Regions from separate parts of the Sus scrofa genome. Here region 2 is linked to region 1. Evidence: chromatin contacts called from public HiChIP or PLAC-seq data. All regions are on one chromosome and are shown on one strand. The core of a region is the stretch at or near the end of the contact, and the rest is flanking DNA. Distances in the headings are between cores, read along the strand shown. Region 1 holds the start of ANKRD22 (ankyrin repeat domain-containing protein 22). Region 2 holds the start of FAS (Fas cell surface death receptor).

Region 1 (7,956 bases), core at 3,992-6,491:
AAATATAATGACATATATACTCCCCTCTCAGATACTTTCTCTTTGCTCTCTGGCTTCCTTGATTCCTCCTTTCACTATTATCATTATTTTTTTTTTCAATTTGTATATTCATTTTGCATTAGTAGCTCCAAGAGGTCAAGATCCACTTTTATGTATTTCTCACTATGTACCAGCTGCTGACATGTGCCTGGAATATAGTGTGTGATTGAAAAATGTTGTTGATTAAATACATGGATGAGTGAATGAGTGAATCAATATTTACAAATGTTTAGTTCTTGTTTCTGTTCATACACTGAAGTTATCATTTCCTTCCTGAAACTTGATTTAGGACTGCCTTATCATTGGTGAAATACTTAAAATACACAAGGAAAGAATCAAGAAACTAATTGGGGTTTATGTTATATACTACACATATACACGATATAGATTATAAATATTATAAATATATAATGCCAAAATTTTGTGAGGGGTTCAATATTCAAACAAAATTGATTGAGAGCGTTGATAAGATTATGAGAGAGATTCTTTTTTTTCCATTGCCCTTGTCTTTCCTTTTGCCTTATCGTGGAATGACAAAATGTTTAGTGCTAAGCTGGATCCTATCCAGCCCTCTTGTTTTTAGATATCGAAACTCTGACTCGGAGAAGTTAAATGACTCCCCCCGACTGCCCCAAGTTCCTGGCACAGTGGGGACTAAATCTTAGGGTTTTTGGACTTGCAATCCAATGACCTTCCCATTCATTACATCGCTATTTCTGTCTCCCCTGAGTGTTCCTCCCCCTGGTACCAGCTCCCCCCAAAGCCCCACTCAGCCTAAATGGCTTTCTCTGGACACTGCTCCTCTTTAAATCATGTGCTCTCTTTCTAGGGTAAGGTCTTACTCTCTGAAAAATGAAAAAAAGATCCATTCCTAAAGGATTAACATTAAGAGAGAGAGAGTGTGTGGGTGTGGGTGTGTATGTCTGTTTATAAGTAACTTTAATGACAGACTTTTCCAAAGCTCAAAGGCACACATCACTGTAATATGATTTTGTAGATATTCCTTTTAGAGCTTGTTTCCCCAGCAGACAAGAACAGGACCTAAAGAAGATTCTATAGGTCTCCTAAATAAGAAATCCTGAGGTTTATAAATTAAGTTCTTTGACATCTTCCTTCTTCCTAAATTTCGTAATACTTTGCAATGCAACACCTCTCTTCAGGGTGGGAGTAGAATGTATCTCACTGGAACCTGGAATTAATTGACCCTATTTTTTTTAACGAAGGGAAAAGAGCAATAGCGTATCGTAGTGGGGAAGAATACTGGCAAAAAAGCAGAGTGGTTAAGACAGCTTAGTTTATGGTATATTTCATCGCCATCAGAAAGAGCAGTAGGACAAGAAATTAGCATGTTTGTCAGGTTTGTAAGCAGAATTTCCCTATATTTCCAGATGCAAGTTTGTAGCCAGGAAGTTCTTTTTAGCTACATAACTCTGGGCAAGCTCTTGAAACTGTCTTTGCCTCAGTTTTTTCATTTGTGAAACTGAGGATAGTCATAGGGACACTCTGATACGGTTGATATGAGTATTAAATGAGTTAATACACATAAAATGTTGAGAACACAGCTAGGCACATAATAAGCCTTCATTAAGTGTGTGTTATTATTATAAATAGAATGAGTCAATATGAGTGATAAGGATTTAAATGAGTCAGCCCTGTTTAAAAGTCCTGTCTTACATAGCTGGGAGTGATCATGCCAAGCAAGGCTCTCTCACTGAGCTCGGAGCACCCCCTCCACTGCAGACTTTAGGACTGAATCTGGGAGGCTCCCTTTTCTCTTCTTCTTTCTTAAAAATATACCAGAAAGAACCTAAATACCAATTGGTGAATAAAGGATAAAGAAGATGTGGTACTGGAGTTCCCTTTGTGGCACAGTGGAAAGAAATCTGACTAGTATCCATGAGGATGTGGGTTCAATCCCTGGCCTCACTCAGTGGGTTAGGGATCTGGTGTTGCCATGTGAGCTTCAGTGTAGGTTGCAGATGTGGCTTAGATCCTGTGTTGCTGTGGCTGTGGTATAGGCTGGCAGCTGTAGCTCCAATTCATACCCTAGCCTGAGAACTTCCATATGTCACAGGTGCAGCCCTAAAAAGCAAAAAAGATGAAGAAGAAGATGTGGTACATATATATAATGTATACAATGGAATAATTATTCGGCCATGAAAAGGAACAAATTTTTGTCATTTGCAGCAGCAAAAATGGACCTTAAGGATATTATGCTAAGTGAAATAAGTCAGACAGAAAAAGACAAATACATATGCTCTCATATGTAGAATCTAAATAACAACAACAACAACAACAACAAAACTAAAAAACACGAAAAAGAGCACATGACTATAGAGAATAGATCAGCGGTTGCTTGAGACAGGGGGCAGGGTGTATGAAACAGGTGAAAGGGATCAAATAGTACAAATTTCCAGTTTTAAAATGAGTAAGTCATCGGGATATAATGCACAGCACTGTGACTATAGTAAATAATACTGTGTTGCACGCCTGAAAACAGCTAAGAGTGAATATTGAAAGTTATCATCAAAAAAAATTTTGTAACTATGTATGGTGACGGTTTTTAACTGGACTTATTGTGGTGATCATTTTGCAACTCACACAAATACTGAATTATTTGTACACCTGAAGCTAACATAATGTTATTATACCTCAATGAATATATACATGCCATATATATAAAATAGCATAACTATTAGCAATGCAAGGTTCTAAAGGATAGTAGAATATGCGCCCCAATTTATACCTCTGAAGTTTGAGCGACAGGAAATTGAGAAGCAGATACAAAGAACATTCTATTTAGCTAAAAGCAGGATATAAATTTGCAAAGGTGCTCCCCCTTCCTTCCCTACCAGGAAGGACAAAACTTACCTTCGTCAACCCGGAGAAAGCACCAAAGTAATCTACATAATAACATTTACTAACTAGCCTTATCTTCTACTAGCTCCCTGGCATATTTGCCTTCCCTCAATTTGCTGCCTTAGAAACTCAAAGTCCTCTTCCTTTATCTTGCCGCCTCTCTAAAAATGTATTGTTCTTTTATAAGATGCTATAGGAGCCCAAGGTCTAAGTTCCTCTTTGAGTTACTCAAAAGTAGGATTACTTGTGATACTGAGTTGCATGGAAACACCATTTATCCTAACACTACCTTGGACTATCTTTGATTTAATATTATGAGATTTGAATAATCACCTATGAGCCTCTAGGTAAGTTAGGGTTTTTAAGGCTGTGTCTGTGTGTGTGTATGGGTGTGTGGTTGTTGCATTTGTTTTTAAATATCATAGCATATTCTGCATTGCTTTGTCCCCCTCAATATATCTGTTAAGTGAAACATTCGTTCCACTTATGGGGATATTCTCATGGATACTTATAAATAATTCAACATATGCTGCCTTGCCTTGACTCAACCACTTGCCAAATCAGCACCCCATCAACAAGCAATTATACTACTCACACAACGTCTTTTTTTAAAGTAATTATTGTGGGAGGGTCTAGACAACAGTCTGGCTGCTCACAACGAGGTCCTGAACCAGCAGTTAATAGGGGAAGTTGAAAGGCATAATCTTAGGCTCCACCCTGTTCTACAGAATAATAATCTGCATTTAAACAAGATCTTTGGGTGATCTGTATGCACATTAAAATTTGAAAAGCACTAGCCTAGAGCAGTGTTTCTCCCCGGGTGGGGGGGCGTGGGGGGTGGTAAACTGGTCGCTCACATCAGAATCACTTGGGAGGCTCTTCTAAAACGGTTTCTAGACCCTACCCCAGGCGGAGCGAAACAGACTTTCTTGGGTGGAGGCCCTTGAAACTGCATTTTCAACAAGTTCCTCTCCCTGGCACTTAAGCAATCTAAGGTTTAAGAAAGGCCAGAGTAGCATTTTAGAATATTACCTGACATATGTGAATTCTTCACCAGCCTAAACCTACTGGGCAAGACATACCTAGAATTATAAACTAATCAAAGAGCAAATTGACTACATAAAGGTGCTTGTGCCTACACACACACACACGCACACACACATACACACACAGACACTGACACACAGACACACACACAGCCCTGGCGTTAGACATAACTGCCAATACTGAGAAATCGCCTTTAGTATTAGAAGAACCACCCAAAGAACTTCGTGTAAGCATCTGTAATGAAATGCAGACTGACCGGTTATTTGTGTACGGGAGGAGAGGAAGCAAACCATGAATAACTATGTCATTACACCTCTTAGCCTCTCGTTTAAATGTTACTCTCTTACACTCCTTTGAAACACTATTAAAAATTTTATTTAATTCTGGTAGCTTACTCTCAAAACAGGAAGAAGTATTTCTATATCCATGAAAATACCAAAAGCTCAAAATATGAAAATTATATTCTGTTTTTATCCTTCTTCTATATAGGGATAGTCTTTATTAGTAATAGCTAGAGGTGCATTTCCTTTCAAATTCCAAGCTATATACATACGGTTCCATAAAAGAACCAGGCTTGTTTAGAATCTTTTGCTTCTTTAGAAAATCCAGCTAAGGACAATTTTTACTTGTCCTCAGGATGTTTGACCTCAGCAAACACAACTCCATTAACTCCATTTTCATAAACTCCATTTTACAAATTAACCCGCAAATATCTGGACATCATGACCTGTATACCACATAACGCTACTCATGTCTAGCTGAAGGTTTAGGCTCACAGAAAATTTTCCCTTAAACTATTAGAAATGTCAAAAAGGCTAGACACAGGACTTTGTTTTAACTTCATACTCTTACAGAAAGGTCAAAGAAAAGGAGACTAATTAGCAGGGATAGGAGATTCCATTTGAAGCAAATCAGCGATTTTTAACATCTTTGGAATCTTCTTTCTAGAGAAGTTACATACCTCAGAGTATAGGATTCCCATGCTGGTCTTTCACAGACTTACTTCACCTCTACAACTTCTTGAAGCTTCTGGAGGTATTTCCTATGAATAGTGAAATCCTTCCCAGCCAAAAGAAAGGTCCCTAGGAGCCTAGGTCGGTGGCAAGTTCTTTCTTTCCACCACTTGCGAGCTTTCTTCCAGTAACCCAGGCAGCCACACACCTTCCAGAGAGCCCAACCCAATGAAACAAGGGCATTAGTTTACAGTGTAATGAATGACCCAAGTGGTGTATCATCTAATGTTACAACCCTGAGAAACCGGTTTCTGAGTCATATCTGCTCTGCCAGTGGTAACATGGAAAGAAGGAAGCAAAGATGAGAGGGGAAGGAAAGTGCTCACACTGGCAGGAAGGACTCAGGGTTCAAAACAGGGTACTGCGTTTAGGACATTTCCTAAATGAAATCTGGTTTTCAGCGGCTATTATAAAAAGCTACATGCAAACAATCTTATTTGTTAGAGACATACATGTCTGCATAGGATTTGACCTTTATGAAAAATAATCGTCCACACCATCACTATGGATTCTTGCTATTTTTAAGCACAGATAAGTTTATTATCCCTTGATATTTTTATTAATATAAACAAATTAAAATAATAAAATCAATGTATAAGGTATATTATTTTTTTACGGCCACATTAGCGGCATATGGAATTTCTCCAGTGGGGGACTGAATCCCTGGTGCAGCTGAGACCTATGCCACAGCTTCGGCAACATCGATTCATTGAACCCACTGAGCTGGGTCAGGGATCAAACACACACCTCTGCAGAGACCCAAGCCACTACAATCAGATTCTTAACCCACTGTGCCACACCGGGAATCCACTATGATATTTTATGTACATAAATGTGTTCATAATCACTTTCAAGGGCATCTCTGAGCAAAGTTAGATCAACTCATATTGAAAAAACTAAACTTTTGGAAGAATTAGTCCCATTTACATTCTATTAATTCAATGATCTTAAAAGGTTTAGGTCACAATTATGGTATCACCATATTTGATTTTCCTATGAGCACTTTAACTAAGAAATAACCTTTCCAGCTAATCAGTCTTGTAAATGTAATAAATGAAATTTACTCTAATGTAATAAACATTAAATTGTCTTAAACATTCTAATAGTGTTTTCAAATTTAGTCAAATTATTTTATAATATTCAATTTTAAAATCATAAATCAAAAATCGATTACTCTATTACACATTTTAAATGGAATCACAAGGTCACTGGGTCAAATACATTAGTATGCCAAATCTCTTATACACTGTAAACATTTTATATACCAAATAGGATATAAAATATTCACATATTTTCTCTGAACTCAACACAATCACAGCAAATACTAAACTTCCCCAGAGTTAAAACACCTGCACACACACACACACCCATGAAAGAAAGTGTTCAAGCACCCCCAAGCAAATGGATGTGATTTTGTGATCAGTTGAAGTTCTTTGTGGCCAAGACCAGGGGCCAGGATCCAAGGCCTGAGTCTCTCTTTCTCTCTATATATAATACATATATATTCAGGAAAATTCTTCCTACTCCGCTGATTAACGCGATGAGCTATTCTTACAACTTTTTTTTTTTTTTTTTTTTTGTCTTTTTGTCTTTTTGTTGTTGTTGTTGTTGTTGCTATATGTTGGGCCGCTCCCGCGGCATATGGAGGTTCCCAGGCTAGGGGTTGAATCGGAGCTGTAGCCACTGGCCTACGCCAGAGCCACAGCAACGCGGGATCCGAGCCGTGTCTGCAACCTACACCACAGCTCACGGCAACGCCGGATCGTTAACCCACTGAGCAAGGGCAGGGATCGAACCCGCAACCTCATGGTTCCTAGTCGGATTCGTTAACCACTGCGCCACAACGGGAACTCCACAACTTTTTTTTTTTAACTAAATATTTTGTCAATATCTGTCCCTTTATCCTTTCTTCTACCCATCCATAATCCATCCTATTTATTTTATTTTTTGTTTTATGGCTACACCCATGGCATATGGAAGTTCCCTAGGCCAGGGACTAAATCTGAGCCACAACTGTGGCAATGCCAGATCCTTTAACCCATAGGGCCGGGCCTGGGATTGTACCTGCACCTCTGCAACTGCAGTCAGATTTTTAACCCGCTGCACCATAGAGGGAACTCCAAGCTATTTTTATAATTATCATAACAGGAATTACACACTACTGTGGACTTGGCTTTGGGGCCAACCTCCCAGGAATCTAAAGAATTAGCTAATTCTTCTGTTGGAGCCGGAAGTCTGCAATACCTGCTAAGATTGCAGCTGCCTTCCCCTTTGGTTTAGTTTGATTTTGAATTTGTTTCCTAAGACATTTAAGTGTCTATCCCATTGACTTATTAAAGTTTAATGTTATTTCCGATGGGTACTTCTCTGTGTTATGCAAATCTTTTGTAATCCACTTTAGCTTCCTTTGTAACCTTTTCTAAATGTTGTGGGCAGAACCCTTCACTCTCACTACCTCTCCATTAAGGTTGCTGCTGGCTTCCTTCTCCCAGCTCTTTGCTTCCTTCTCCAAGCTCTTCGCTCCCTGACTGAACTGAGAGGCAACTTTAATTTCCTAACAGGACCACGACTCAAATAATTGGATTCTGCATCTCTCCCTTGACTGCATCTTGAAGGTGTAGGAGTTCAGAACAAGTTTCCCCCAAAGGTGCCACTTTTGCATGAGGATTATTTTGAACTAAAGACAATGGGTTCAGGAGAAACTACTGTCCCTCCCTTAACCATCTAGAAGAAGTTAACTTGGGGATTTCTCCCAGAAGTTATTACTGGAGATAAGTTTTATCTAAGCAGCCCAATTAATATGCAGGGAAAACATTTAACTACCAAACACATGCTCTTATTAGTATCAACCCATGAATGACCCTCCTGTCCTTGGAGGCCCCAGGCCTCTGTCCCATTCCTTAGCTTGGGATGGCACGTTAACTTCCTTTTACCTTTCTACTTCTGAACCTCTTTTGGTCTTTAGCTGAAGATGGTATTTAAGGTGGTGGCTTGGGCC
Region 2 (7,956 bases), core at 2,640-5,139, 150 kb after region 1:
TAGCTAAGAAGGAGGAAGAGGAACAATTTTTTCAAAGGCAGCTCAGAGGTGCTATTACCAGGAAGAAGGGGAAAAAATGTAGGGTATTCATGAATGTACATGCAGAGAGGGTATTAAAATCAATTTGTTGCTATTTAGTAAGGGCATTTTGGTTGACAATGACTTTTAAAATATTAGAGGAGAAGAAATAAAAGTTATCTTGGGGGTTAAAAGATATTGAGGGTTTTCTTCCTCCCAGCTTTATTATTATTATTTTGGTTGTACCTGCAGCATGTAGAAGTTTCTGGGCCAGGGATGGAACCCATGCCACAGCTGAAACCAGAGCCATAGCAGTGACAATGCCAGACCCTTAACTCATTAAGCCATTAGGGAACTCCCTTCCCAGCTTTTTAAAATAGGAAGAGATATGTTTATTTATTTTTTGTCTTTTTGGGGCCACACCTGCGGCATATGGAAATCCCCAGGCTAGGAGGTCAAATCAGAACTGTAGCCACCAGCCTATACCACAGTCACAGCAATGCCAGATCCAAGCTGCCTCTACCACCGACACCACAGTCACATCAATGAAGGATCCAATCTGCATCTGTGATCTACACCACAGTTCACAATAACACCAGAACCTTAACCCACTGAACAAGTCCAGGGACCAAAACCTCATTCTCATGGATACTAGTTGGATTTGTTACAGCTGAGTCCCAATGGGTACTCCAGGAAGATGCATGTTTAAATGTTGTTTGAAATGAAATGTTCAATAGCAAGGATATCTTTAGAGTAGAAGAGACAAGCTTGAACTTATATGGCATGGTTGAGTAAAATACAGATGGATGCCAAAATATCTCCCACATCTGGTAGAGCGCCCAAAATTCCATCATTAAAATTGTATTTCTTTGCCCTTGGAGGCCCTTAGGAATGTGTTATTAAAATAAAAATAATGGAGTTCTTGGAAGTTCTTGTTGTGGCTCAGTGATAATGAGCCAGATTAGTACCCTTGAGGATACAGGTTCAATCCCTGGCCTTGCTCAGTGGGTTAAAGATCTGGCTGGCACTGCCATGAGCAGTGGTGTAGGTCACAGACGAGGCTCAGATCCCGCATTGCTGCAGCTGTGGCATAGGCCAGCAGCAGAAGCTCGGATTCAACCCCTAGCCCAGAACTTCCATATGCCGCAGGTGCAGCCCTAAAAAGCAAATAAATAAATAAATAACAATAACGAAATTCCCATTGTGGCTCAGTGGGTTAAGAACCTGACATAGCTGACATAGTTTGGCTTGATCCCTGGCCTCGCTCAGTGGGTTAAGGATCCGGCATTGCTGCAAGCTGCAGTGTAGGTCACAGATGTGGCTCGGATCCCGAGTTGCTGTGGCTGTGGTGCAGGCCGGCACCCGCAGCTCTGATTCATCCCCTAGCCTGGGAACTTCTATATGCTGCAGCTGAGGCCCTAAAAAGAAAACGAAATAAAATAAATAAATAAAAATGACCTTTAGAGATGTCTCAACTGTTCTCCCCAGAACACAAGCATCCATAAAGTGTTCATTCAGTAGGTGTTCTTCCAAGGACTCCATAAACAAGACAAGAAGCCTGGGGAACAGTGTATATCATAGCCCCTAATTCACAATGCAGATGAGCATGTTAAAGGCTCTGAGAAGCCTTGGATTAAGAGAGCTGTTTAAGTCAACCCCAAATTTTCTACATTCCTTTGCTCATCAATCACATTTCTCCCCACGAGGCATAGATTATTATTTTGTTGAACTTGAAGGGAATTAGGTGTGTGTGTTGATGGGGAGGATCTTAGGCAGTGCAGGGCCTCAGGAACAAGAATATCTAAATGTAATTGTTAGATTTGCTATTTATTGACTAATGAAACCGCCGATGTTGCTTAAACTTTTTTTGGCTCCAATTCTTTATGTGTAAAGTAAGTTTAATAATCATCTACCTCACTGGGCTAAAATGGTAAATATTAAATAAGGAAAAACCATTTGTAAAAGTTGCTGGTGCACTCATAAGAGATGTTGATTTTGTCAATTGTCCTCTCTCTCTCTTTTCTCCTTTCCTTTCTCTCTTCCTCCCTCCTTTCTTTCCTTCCTTCTTTTTATGATTTGTTTCAATAAATCTTAATTTCAGAATAGTTTCAGGTTTATAGAAATGTTGCAGAGATAACACAGACACAGAGTCTCCATAACCATCCCACTCCACCCTCCCCCATCTGCCACCACCCATTCACTTCTGTTTTGTGCTATGATCTGTAGGAACAGGACTGGCCAGCCAGGGTCTTCTTTTTTGTTTGTTTGTTTTGTTTGCTTTTTAGGGCCTCACCCGCAGCATATGGAGGTTCCCAGGCTAGGGGTCGAATTGGAGCTACAGCCTATACCACAGCCACAGCAACACAGGATCCAAGCCACATCTGCGACCTAGACCACAGATCAGGGCAACACCAGATCCTTAACCCACTGAGCAAGGCCAGGGATCAAACCCGCAACCTCCTGGTTCCTAGTCAGATTCATTTCCCCTGTGCCACAATGGGAACTTCGGGCCAGAGTCTTCTTCATAACCCTCACTAACAGTCTGTTGGGAGCTGAGGCAGAGATAGGCAAAGCAACACCTACAAGACTTGGCCATCCTGCAGGGCAAAACACAAGGTCAGTGAAAGTATTTAGGAAAGTGACCTAACCCAGGCTTTAGAGCCTGGAAAGGCTGGCAGAAGAAAATGTCCTCCAAGAGGGAATCTGACGGATAAGGAACAAGCCAGTGCCAGGTCAGGCCGAAGGAGGGGAAGGAGATTCTTAATGGGCAACAGAGTGAGATGCAGAGCTATGTGGACGTTGCCAGAGATACTGACCCCTGCATCTGTTCCCAGCTTAGGAACTACTTTCAGAAACATGCTCATTAATGATGCCATTATACAAACTTCCCTTCTGTAAAATCCTTGCAGAACTAGCTAAACAGATCATCTTTTCCAAAACAATAGTGACTTTGAGTGAGTGTTAACCAAAGCACTAAAAGTGCTTTTTTTTTTTTTTTTAAAGAAAATTAGAGAGGAAATAATGAGTAACAAAGGAGAGGAAGTAATTGCGAACTTCTAATAGGGCTGGAACTGTGTGATTTGTCATAGGAGTTAGCCTCCCTCTCCTCTAGAGAAATAAAAGCCAAGGGGTGCTCCCTCTTCAGAATCTCCAGAGCACACACTCTGAAGCTTTTCGTTTGATAACTGTCACTACCAAAACACTAGTCCGGCGCTCCTGTGAGACTCTCCTGTTCCCACCCCTACAGGCACGCGGAGCTGAGTGAAGGCTGGGTCTTCTCTGAGTTCCCGGCAGTTGGCCCTGGCTCCTGCAAGGAGGCGGGAAGTCTGCGCTCTGTACCCTAGCCCTCCCCAGCCTTCCCCGTTTGAATGGCAAAAGAGTGTAGCAAAGACAGCAAGCCGGCTCTCAGGGTTCTCACCTGAACCAGACATGCCAGCGGAAACAACCCCAACGGGGAATGCCCATTTGTGCAACAAACCCTGACTCTGACTCTCTCTCCGCTCTTCCACCCCCCACCACGTCCCGCCACCCCCGCGCCCAGGCTGAGTTGCTGAATCAAAGGCGCCTTCCCCAAACCCGGCGTTCCCCAGAAAAGCTTCCTCTGCCACCCCACTCCCCTCCTCCTCCCCAGGGCCCGGGGGCATTTCTTTAGGTCTTTTCTGGTCTCTCAGAAGAGCCACACGCAGGTGTTCTGAGACGCTTCTGGAGAAAAGAAAGCGGCTGGAGAAGTAACTGGGCTTGAGCGCGGGGGGCGGGCCCTTGGCGGGGAACTTACTCCTGAGCTGGCTGGAGCGCGGGGAGGGGCAGGGCGGGACTGTCACTTCTCACGGGGTGTGTGACCTGCTCTGCTAGCAGTTGGAGAGGCTCCACAGCCATGTCCGGGATCTGGGTTCTCCTGTCACTGGTAAGTCCTCTCCTGCCTAGCGGGGGCCTCTCCCCGCTGGGTCAAGAGGTTGGCGCTTAGAGGAGCGCGCAGGACGCGCTCCGATGACCTTAAGGGGATGCGCGTGGGCGTCCGGGCTTGGCTGGTGTTTGGCAGTCTGGCTTTTCAGGGCTGCTAGGACTTTCCTTGAGGGCGAGGTCTCAGGAAACCGGGGAACGCGTCTTTCCTGGGGTTGGAGGAGAAGCGGCGATCCTGCGCGGCAGGCAAAACAGCACCGCGCGGCCCCAGGGGGCCCTGTTCGCGGCGCGGAGAGAGGTGGGAGCCGGGGGCAGGCGGGGACTTGGGATGTTTGGGGGTCGCCAGAGGGAGAGCCCTACCCGAGAGAGGAGGGGATCGTCTGGACAAGTCCTTACATGTCACCACAAAGGTCCTCCTCTGCGCGGGTGTATGTGTGAGCTGTGGGACGGTGAGAATATGAGCTCTCTGAAGACACGTTTTCTGAACGTGTCACAAATTTAGGGAGTAAATCAGTCCCGAGGCAATGGTTAAACCCGAGGCTTTGGACGTCACTGTTTCTTTCTTGAAAAGGTTATCTTGGGGCTGAATGCGCCTCAAGAGGTTTGTTTACCTTCTTATCACGACACAGAAAAAGAAACTGTTTCCCTTCCGGGAATCCCTCTCCTACCGATCGTAAGTCACGACCTTAGGTTTGGCCTTTATTTATTTATTTATTTTTTAACGTCCTGTTCTTCACTTTAGTTTGCTGAACTCGGGGAGGGAAGGAACCTTGCCCCCACTGCTCAAGCGGTGGTACCCACTGCCACCGCGCCTGCGCAGGGTGGCGAGCCTGGAGCCGGTACTTGGCCTAGAAGCCTAAGCAGCAGCCACCTCTTTTTGAGTCCCTGCCTCGGAAATGCCACCTTGATGGTCGCTAATTAAAGACGTTTGGTTTCATTTGAGTTCCAAATTCTCTGAAAGGCAATGCCTTCTTATTTTGCTGGCCCCACCAAAGTGCCAGGCACTGTGATAGAAGTGTTTATAAACGTGATCACAGTCAATTCTCAGCAGCGGCTGCAAGGTAAGGAAGATGTCCTCACATTCATTTTACAGATGGCGAAACGGGGTGCAGAAAGCTTAGGTAATTCGACCGAGTGCAACCAGTAAGTGGCAGAGCTGGAATTTAATTTAGGCCCAATTCCAAAGCCTGGGCATTTGTTGATTGCACCTGATGTCCAGATTACACCAAGAATTGAAAGGAAAAATCAGTGATGTCCGGAACCATCTTAGATTGGGGAGAAAAACAAAAGAATTCTCCCTGAATTTTTCAGAAATTATGTACCATATTTGGGCTCCTTTAGAAATTTCCTCCAAGAAAATTTAAGATTCAAAATTGAGAAACCATTTATGCAACCTCAGACCACACTCTTCTCTTTATCATTAACCGTGGCCTTATTGCAGTGTTAGTTGTTTTGAAAATCTCTCTTAGGTCTTGGGACAACAATGCTGGTAAGCATAGCAAAGGTATCAACGCCCAGAGCTATGCTTAACTTTTATACTTATAACATCTTTACCAGATGGGCAAGTTTAAAGCACCAAGGAGGAGTTCCCGTCGTGGCGCAGTGGTTAACGAATCCGACTAGGAACCATGAGGTTGCGGGTTCGCTCCCTGCCCTTGCTCAGTGGGTTAACGATCCGGCGTTACCGTGAGCTGTAGTGTAGGTCGCAGATGCGGCTCGGATCCCGCGTTGCTGTGGCTCTGGCATAGGCTGGCAGCTACAGCTCTGATTCGACCCCTAGCCTGGGAAACTCCATATGCCTCGGGAGCGGCCCAAGAAATAGCAAAAAAAAAGACCAAAAAAAAAAGCACCAAGGAAAGTGCTTTTCTAAAAGAATGCACACACGTGTATACAGACACATATGCATATATATATGTACATGTGTTTATATATGCATATTATTATAATACCTATAATATTGTGTATTAAATATAAATTAATAGTATAATATATGATATATGGTCTAAGACATGAAGATTTATTGAATAAAATATATCAATACAGATGTGTAAAAAAAAAATCTGACATATCCTTATCACCTAGATTGTCATTGTTTATCATTTTGTAACATATCCTGCATTTTTCTTTTCTAATATGACTCTTTTAAATTTACACAGAATCCTGTCTTACACCCACTGCTAGCCCAACTCTCTGTTCTTAAAGAAGTTTCCACACCATCCATTATGTCATCTTTTGTGTCTCCAGAAAATGCTTGTTTTTATGACTTTATACTTAGTAGTACTTACTTACTAGTCACAATAATAAATAAAATGGGGGTGGGAGTGCTAATTGCATGGAATGCAGAAGCAAGTTTGGCTTAATCGTGTCAACCAGCTGGAAGTAGATGGGCGGGAGCTGCCTATTTTTTCTTTTCCATATGTTCTCTAGTTCTGTTGTCTCTGGTGTGATCTGTAGTCAGTACATATCTCATGCTTCCCCTCTTTGCTTCTTTTTCTTTCCTTCTTGGAATTAGTTTTCCCTCCCCTAGTTTCTGGGTGTCATTTCCATGGCACCTATAATAAGTGCATTTGAACTCCCAAAACAATTCACAAATGTCTAGAGGACACAGAAAAAGAGTCAAATTTACTTTAGAAATGTGTGTGGGAAATAGCTGCCCTGCATTTAGTCCTGATAGGTTTTCTGCTGTAACATTTTGGTCTATGGTTAGGTGATTACTAGATGGCCATTGTCGTCTTTATTTCTTAGAGCAGTTGTCAAAATTATGGCAGAGGGAGAGAAGAGGGAAGTTGACAAAGAAACCAGTGTATTGATAAGTAATCATACAGAAGCGTTTGAGGGAGAAAATAAAAAACAGTTGTTTATTTATAGTTTAATCATTTTCCTTAACCCAGCCTAAGTAACATGAAATAGGCTCCAGTGTGTTTCTGTTTATTCTTGTGGTTAAGAGGTTTTCCTTATATCATAAAAGACTTGAAAATTCTTATGAATAAAATAAACCTATGAAATATAATTGAGAACATGAACAAGCAGAATGGAAAGACACGAATTTATAAATAATGTTAAGATTGGGATGCAAAAATGAAACCGATATAAGGAAACCCTCAGTCCCCCACAACTAGAACAATTAGATAAAAGAAAAATCTTCTATTACCCATCTCCATGATACAATTACCACCCTTAGTGGCAAATTAGGGTTTAGGTTAGAACACGTTTCTACTCTTGCGCTGAGTTTAGAGAAGGAAAAGGATGAAATAGACGCAAAGAGGACTGGGATTTGGGTGTTGTTTCTAAGTGTCTTTGGGATACTAGACGAGTAATTTATTTCTAAATAGTTCTTAATCACGTCAGTGTCAATCCTTCAAAGGAGTCTCTGGAAGGCTGCTCTCATGCTGTAGGGAAGCCAGATCACTATACCACAACTGCCAAGAACAGAATAATCATATTCTAAGAGATGATCAAAAACCTGAATAAGGAAATCCCCCACTTGAAAACCCCCAGTGACTTACTTGCCTTTTGGCAAATTACCTTAGGTTCCAAAAGTCCCTTAAATGAGCACATGTTTTGTAATAGGTACCAGAGACTTATTTACTTGTGATGAAAAATAATAATATAAAGATAATAATATATATAGCTTATTGCCAAAGAATTATTTGTAGAACCATTATAAGTACCGTAATGGATAGTATTGTATTACTTTCGCTGTGCGTGTGTGTTTGTGTGTGTGTGTCTATTCACGACAGTGGAGAAGCAGCATTTAACTATCTAATGAGTCCTTTTCATTTTCTGGAGGACCCTTGTTTGAAAATGAAAGAAGTAAAATGAATAAATAAACAAAATCAAATATTCTTAGCTTTTTATGTAGTTGGACTCCTGATACCAATTAAGTTTCTTCTATTTGGTCTTTGACAGGAACAAATAATTCAGATGATCTTGCCTACTTTTATGTTCTTTGAAGTGAGGGTATGTATAGTAAGGCCCAAATTAGAAAGCTGATCATTGTAAGACTGTTAACTTCACCTTCCTCAGAAAGAAATGAGC

The links. HiChIP or PLAC-seq counts read pairs in DNA pulled down with a chosen protein or histone mark.
Region 2: an H3K27ac HiChIP or PLAC-seq map of alveolar macrophages shows a contact between it and region 1. The contact joins the promoter of FAS here to the promoter of ANKRD22 in region 1. A contact is called at or near these places in 4 of 47 Hi-C or Micro-C datasets (embryonic fibroblasts, fetal skeletal muscle, fibroblasts and 1 more) and 1 of 2 datasets of contacts at active chromatin or transcription factors (alveolar macrophages).

Annotation. Positions count from the first base shown.
Region 1 is chr14:100,767,171-100,775,126 of Sscrofa11.1, forward strand. ANKRD22 (ankyrin repeat domain-containing protein 22) reads right to left here and starts at 5,242. Exons shown (of 6, transcript XM_001928460.6): 1 at 4,907-5,242. The coding sequence starts at 4,927.
Region 2 is chr14:100,923,416-100,931,371 of Sscrofa11.1, forward strand. It overlaps FAS (Fas cell surface death receptor), which reads left to right and starts at 3,890. Exons shown (of 9, transcript NM_213839.1): 1 at 3,890-3,922. The coding sequence starts at 3,893.